2 separate regions of the Mus musculus genome follow, and region 1 is linked to region 2. Evidence: chromatin contacts called from public promoter capture Hi-C data. All regions are on one chromosome and are shown on one strand. Each heading gives the region's core, a stretch centred on a gene start, on an enhancer-like site or on the middle of the called end of the contact. The rest is flanking DNA. Distances are from core to core; before and after follow the strand shown. Region 1 holds the start of Abhd5 (abhydrolase domain containing 5). Region 2 overlaps Gm39465 (a long non-coding RNA gene).

Region 1 (2,700 bases), core at 93-2,592, 320 kb before region 2:
GGATTCCTGAGCCTCACAGTATCAAGACCAAAAGGGCCCACAAGTTAGAATTCTCAGAGCCAGAAAAATGTCCTGACAAATTTAATAGAAACCCAAGCTACCAGGTCCTAGTTGTACCACATGACACTCTGTATTTCATGTCAATATAACTAGGAAGTTCAACAACAGACCAAAACAGTGGCTCCACTTGTTAATTATCACTTAAACAAAACTTGAAGAGTGTAGTTTCTAGCATTTCAAAAATATTCCTCCCCTAACATCTTTCCAAAATACTTACTTTCACATTACCATAATCTATTTACCCTATGGTTATCTTTCCCATACAAATGTCTCCAAATAGCTGAAGTACAACTGTCAAAATAATTTATAAAGGAGATGTATAGTCCCGTCCATATAAAACAAGTAGCCTTTTGAGAATCAGTGAAATAACTTTCATAGTAATTTAATTTTTCCACCAAGCATTGTTCTACTCACAAGGGCATGACATATCAAAAACAAAAAAGAATAACTTACTATGTCTATGAAGAAGTTGGGTGTGGTGGTTCACACATGTGATCTCAGCACTGGACGGCTGAGGCAAAAGGATTGGGTCTCTGCAGAGTTGAAAAGCTACCCTGGTCTACAGATTTCCAGGCCAGCAAGGGCTACATAGAGTGACTCCGGTTTCCAAAAAAAACAAAACAACAACAACAACAACTTAAGGGCTTCCTTCCTGTTAGGCATCTGCCCTTCAACTTTCACAAAGTTTGCCAGGGCTAGTGAAGCCAGACCGCCGGGTCACGGGAGCGCACGCACGGGGCAGCGGGAGGTGGGACGCAAGCGCCCCAGGCGCACCGGCGGCGATCGGCTGTCCCGCGAGGCTCCGAGTCCGACGCCTTCTCCCACCCTGGCGACGCACGGCTCCCGGCGCGGAGTTCTGAGCTCCGCCGCGCTCGGGATCACCGGGACGGCCGTCAACAGCAGCCGCTTTCCCTCCCCGCAGCCCCGCGGCCCTGACCGGGCCTGTCTGCCCCGACGGGTCGAGAGAGCGGGCGCCCGCGCCTTCCCTCGGCTGGCCGCCCGGGGTCGCCAGAGCGCACGAGACCCACGTCGTCCCCCCCTTCCCGGGTGATCCTCACCCTCCACCGGCGTCTGCCGAGTCCACCTCCTCCTCCGCCGCCATCGCTTTCATCACCGCCGCCGCGCAAGCGCAGGGACACACCTCGAAGCCGGCTGACAGGCCGACTGGGCGGCCCCGGGCCGCGGCCGCCCTTAAGACCGCACCGCCCGCGCATGCGTCGTCCGCCCGCTGGGACGATCCGAGGGCGCGGCCGCGCCACCGCAGGCTCGGCGTCCCAGCGGCCCGGCCTCGCAGACACGCATGCGCTGCCCGCCTGTCGCGCGGAGGCGGGGGCACTGGTAAGGAAGGTCAGCCCGACGCCGCGGGAGCCTAGGTAGTCATCCGTCGGAATAATGACCATTAATGCGTCATTCCGCCCGTGTGGACTGCCCTGGACGGGGCGCTAGGCAAGCCGTAGGTAGCCTGGAGTGAGACCCCAGCCAGAAATAGCCTGAGTGGCAGAAGTGCGCATCCTGTGGTGCTGGACCCTCCAGCCCTTACTTTCAGGTGGTGGCCTCTAGGAACTTGCACTCCACCCTGCCAGACTCTAGACTCCGGAAGGCTGAGAGCTTATGTGTGGGTACTAGAATTACACACACACCACCACCATCACCACCACCACCATCATCATCCCCACAGACCACAGAAGAGAGGGGCGAGGGAGGGAGAGAGGGAGAGCACTTCCTAGAATCCATTCTAAAATGATAGAGGGCTGAGGGCTCATAAAAATATTCTCATGAGCTCGATATGGTGGTCCACACCCTTCAAAAACACTTGGGAGTCAGAGGCAAACACATTTCTGTGAGTTGGATTAGCCTGATTAGCCAGCCAGAGCTACACAGTGAGACCCTGTCTTTAAAATAAATAAATTTAAAGGGGAGAGGGCTCGAGGGATGGCTCAGTGGTTAAGAGTGCATACTGTCCTATAGAAGAGAATGGGTTTGTTTCCAGCATCCATGTGGAGCCCCACAACTGCTTGTAATTCCAGTTCCAGGGGAGCAACACCCTCTTCTGGCCTCAGAGCACCTTAATGTATATGGTGCACATACAGGCAAGGAGGCACACCCTCGAGTGGGATTATTTTAATAATTTTTTTCCTGGTTAAGGGACGTGAGCAAATGCGTGAAAGTGATAAAGAGTAAAGCTCAGTACAGGCAAATGAAAGTCAGCAGCTAGCAAGTAAGTCCAAGACTGCGCTTTAAAAATAGAATTCAGAACTATGGCACTCACTGTGATTAAACAAATAGAGGCATCCTGGTGTTGCATAAGGGATGTTTCCCTTGGCTGGGGGCAGGTTCCTCCGGTCAGGAGAAAGTGTATGAACTAGCCTAGCTCTTTGTGCTTGTGACAAGCTGCCTACAGCTGGAGCTGTGTTGTGCAGGGGCCATCTATGCATTAGTTCCTAGGTTCAATTCCCATCCTGCCCTCTACCCCACACTCCAAAAAATGAAATTCTGAGAATATGTAATAGGTTCTCTTAGTTCAGCCACACCTGGGTGGTACTGATGCCCGGAACTACTCAGGAGCCTGATGTAAGCTAACTGAGTCTCAAATAATTCTAATAAGGCCAAAATATGTGGCATTCCCCCTTTCCCAGAGAT
Region 2 (2,700 bases), core at 109-2,608:
AGCTGGGGTTTGGAGAGAAGCTGGGTTGAGATATAAATTTGTTATAAAACAAAGCATTGGTATGTGGAACTGCAAGGTCACCAAGGGTAGACATGTGGCCAGGGAGGGGGTTCCCAGACAGACTCACAGGAGAACCATACAGCTCCCCAGTGCCAACAGCCAGGAAGGGTGGAGTGGTGTCTTGGAGAAGTGGGGTCTCCTCTGACGTGAGGTGGGGTGACAATGGGAAGGGCCTGTTTTTTTGTTGTTGTTTGGTTTGTTTTTTTGTTTTTTTGTTTTTTTGTTTTTTTGTTTTTTTGTTTTTTGTTTTTTTGAGACAGGGTTTCTCTGTATAGCCCTGTCTGTCCTGGAACTCACTTTGTAGACCAGGCTGGCCTTGAACTCAGAAATCTGCCTGCCTCTGCCTCCCAAGTGCTGGGATTAAAGGTGTGCGCCACCACGCCCGGCGGGAAGGGCCTGTTTTAAGGATTTCCATTGCATCAATCCATTGATCCTCACAACCATCCTAGGACCTGCTATTTTTATTCCTCCCACAGGGAAACTGAAGCACGGTGAAGTTAAGCGATACCAAGATGAAGGTCACTTCACCTTGACAAGGGTGTGGTCAAGATGTGTGCCCAGACAGTGTGGCTCCAAAGCCACAGTCTTACCTTCATGTCATTCCCCCAAATCGGTTCTGCTTACCTGCTTGGTGACAGGATGGTCTCCAAGCGTAAGCATCCCCTGGGGATTTGTCCTAGGACAGATTTCTGGGAGTTTAAGACATAAATGGGGACAGCTCTTTCTGAACAAGGACAGAATACAGTGTGGTGACTCTCTGGGGACTGGCTCTCTGCCTGCTAGCACCACAGCTGGGTCCTCCATGACCTGTCATGGGTCAGAGTACTGTAGCTTGGCATACTCTTCTCCCTGGGGCTGGAGACCCCAAATATGTGGAGTTAAGATACACATGAAAGGCTCTACAGTCATGTTTCAGTTTGTTTTCAGCATCTAGGTGTTGGCTTGGCTGTTTGCAGGGACTTCCTCCAGGGTCTGTGGCAAACAAATGCCACAAGTTTGACAGGTCTGAAAAATCCCACCCCATAGCCTCTTCCTCCGTGTCTTGAGTCTTTGTCAATAGGGTGATTCCTAGGGACCTAACAAAGGACCAACAGTCTCCTTAGTACAGCCCAGGATAGGTGGTGAGGGACCAGTGGGACTTGGCAGGGACCACTGAGCCCCACACCAGGTGAACGAAGCCACCTGCTCCTCAGTTTGCCTGGAATATTGCTGTGACTGCCAAGGCTTTACCAGAGCCAGATCCTGGGGTGTGACCAGACCTGCCACTGTGCTGCCTGCCTGGCCTGGCTGTGTACTCGGAGGACACTAGCTAGGTGGGTGAAAGGTCACCCAAAGAAGCCTTGCCCATGGTTGGCACCTGACCCACACGATGAAAGGTCATTTGAACTGGACTAATCACCTTGACTCCACATGACCTCACCTCAGGAGAGAGGGGACTCATGCTCTAGGAACAGCAGCACCTACAGGCCCAGAACTGAGTGTAACTGCAGCTTCTAGGGAATTATCTTGTCTGAGATGAGAGCTGTGAGCTTTTGGTGGCTCATGACTCTGCAACCGAGCTTAGGTCACAGGGAGGCTACATGCCACTGGGGTCTGGTGTCTTCCTCTGCCATTCTGGGATAAATGTCTGCTTTCTTCCTTCCTTAGGTCTACTCAGATCCTGGCTGGTACAGGTGGGAGGCCTCAGAGGTAGGGGGCTGTTTCATCCTGTGAGTGCTATAGAGTCCAAATAATTTTCCTGGACTCCATCAGAACCTGTGGCTAATCATTCAGAAAGTGCAGGTCTTCTTTAACTGTGACAGTGGTCATGAACCTGAGCACCTCATTGGCCAGACATAGACTATTGTGTGTAAGAAGTGACTATGCCCACTTGTACACCAGGGTTGAGGAGACAGTGTGGAGGAGCTCCGTCTAGCCATTTCTCAAATGCCATGGCCGCCCTAGGTTTTCCTAGCTCTGTGCCTCAGCTCTCTTGATTATATCTCAGATGTTGAATTGTACAGCTTAACATCTAGCTTCTCAAAATATGTCTCTGGAGCCAGAGGCATCATGGGAAATCAGTTATTAATGCATATTCCTACATGTGGTCCTGGGATTGTTGAATTAGAAACTGCATTTTCGAAGGCTCTCTGGTAAATTGACGTACATGTTGAAATGAGCCTTTGAATGGATTGTGTGTGTGTGTGAGTGCACATGTATGTGGATGCATGTGTGCATATATGTTTATGCATATGGGAGCCAAAGGACAGCTTCAAGTGTCTTTCCTCAGACACCGCCACCTCTTCTTTGAGACAGGATCTCTCACTGGCCTGGAACTCAACAAGCAGCCTAGGCTAGCCAGCCAGTGAGCCTCAAGCACTCGCTTGTCTCTGCTTCCCCAGTGCTGGGGTTTCAAAGTGCTCAGCTTTTCATGTGTCTCCTCAGGATGGGATTCAGGCCCTCATACTTACATGATGAGTGAGCACGCACCTTACAAACAGAGCTATCTCTCTCTATGTCCGACTTTAGAGATTTTACAAAGCAGCCGAAGCAAAGGTGGAGGATGGGGCCTGGGAGTCTGTTTTCACAAAGCTCCCCAGTGTCTCTAACAGGCAGTCTGGGTTCGGCAACACTGGCCTAGAGGAGCCAATGGCAAGCTCT

Evidence for each region. Promoter capture Hi-C pulls out the DNA fragments that hold promoters and counts their contacts.
Region 1: a promoter capture Hi-C map of liver shows a contact between it and region 2, with 2.6 times the contacts expected there. The contact joins the promoter of Abhd5 here to the enhancer-like site in region 2. A contact is called at or near these places in 6 of 39 promoter capture datasets (the 3T3-L1 cell line, cranial neural crest, hippocampal neurons and 3 more), 1 of 484 Hi-C or Micro-C datasets (muscle stem cells), 2 of 115 datasets of contacts at active chromatin or transcription factors (bone marrow-derived macrophages and pancreatic cancer cells) and 1 of 9 other capture datasets (pancreatic islet).

The regions. Positions count from the first base shown.
Region 1 is chr9:122,350,258-122,352,957 of GRCm38.p6, reverse strand. Abhd5 (abhydrolase domain containing 5) reads right to left here and starts at 1,342. Exons shown (of 7, transcript NM_026179.2): 1 at 1,119-1,342. The coding sequence starts at 1,171.
Region 2 is chr9:122,030,914-122,033,613 of GRCm38.p6, reverse strand. The region is part of intron 1 of Gm39465 (a long non-coding RNA gene); the gene reads left to right. Among named protein-coding and RNA genes, the nearest start is that of Gm39464, 15 kb to the left of the region's middle. Within about 2 kb of position 1,358, at least 12 of the 459 cell types and tissues checked have an H3K27ac peak or open chromatin away from gene starts, as enhancers often do. A contact at or near this core is called in liver, where this site is marked.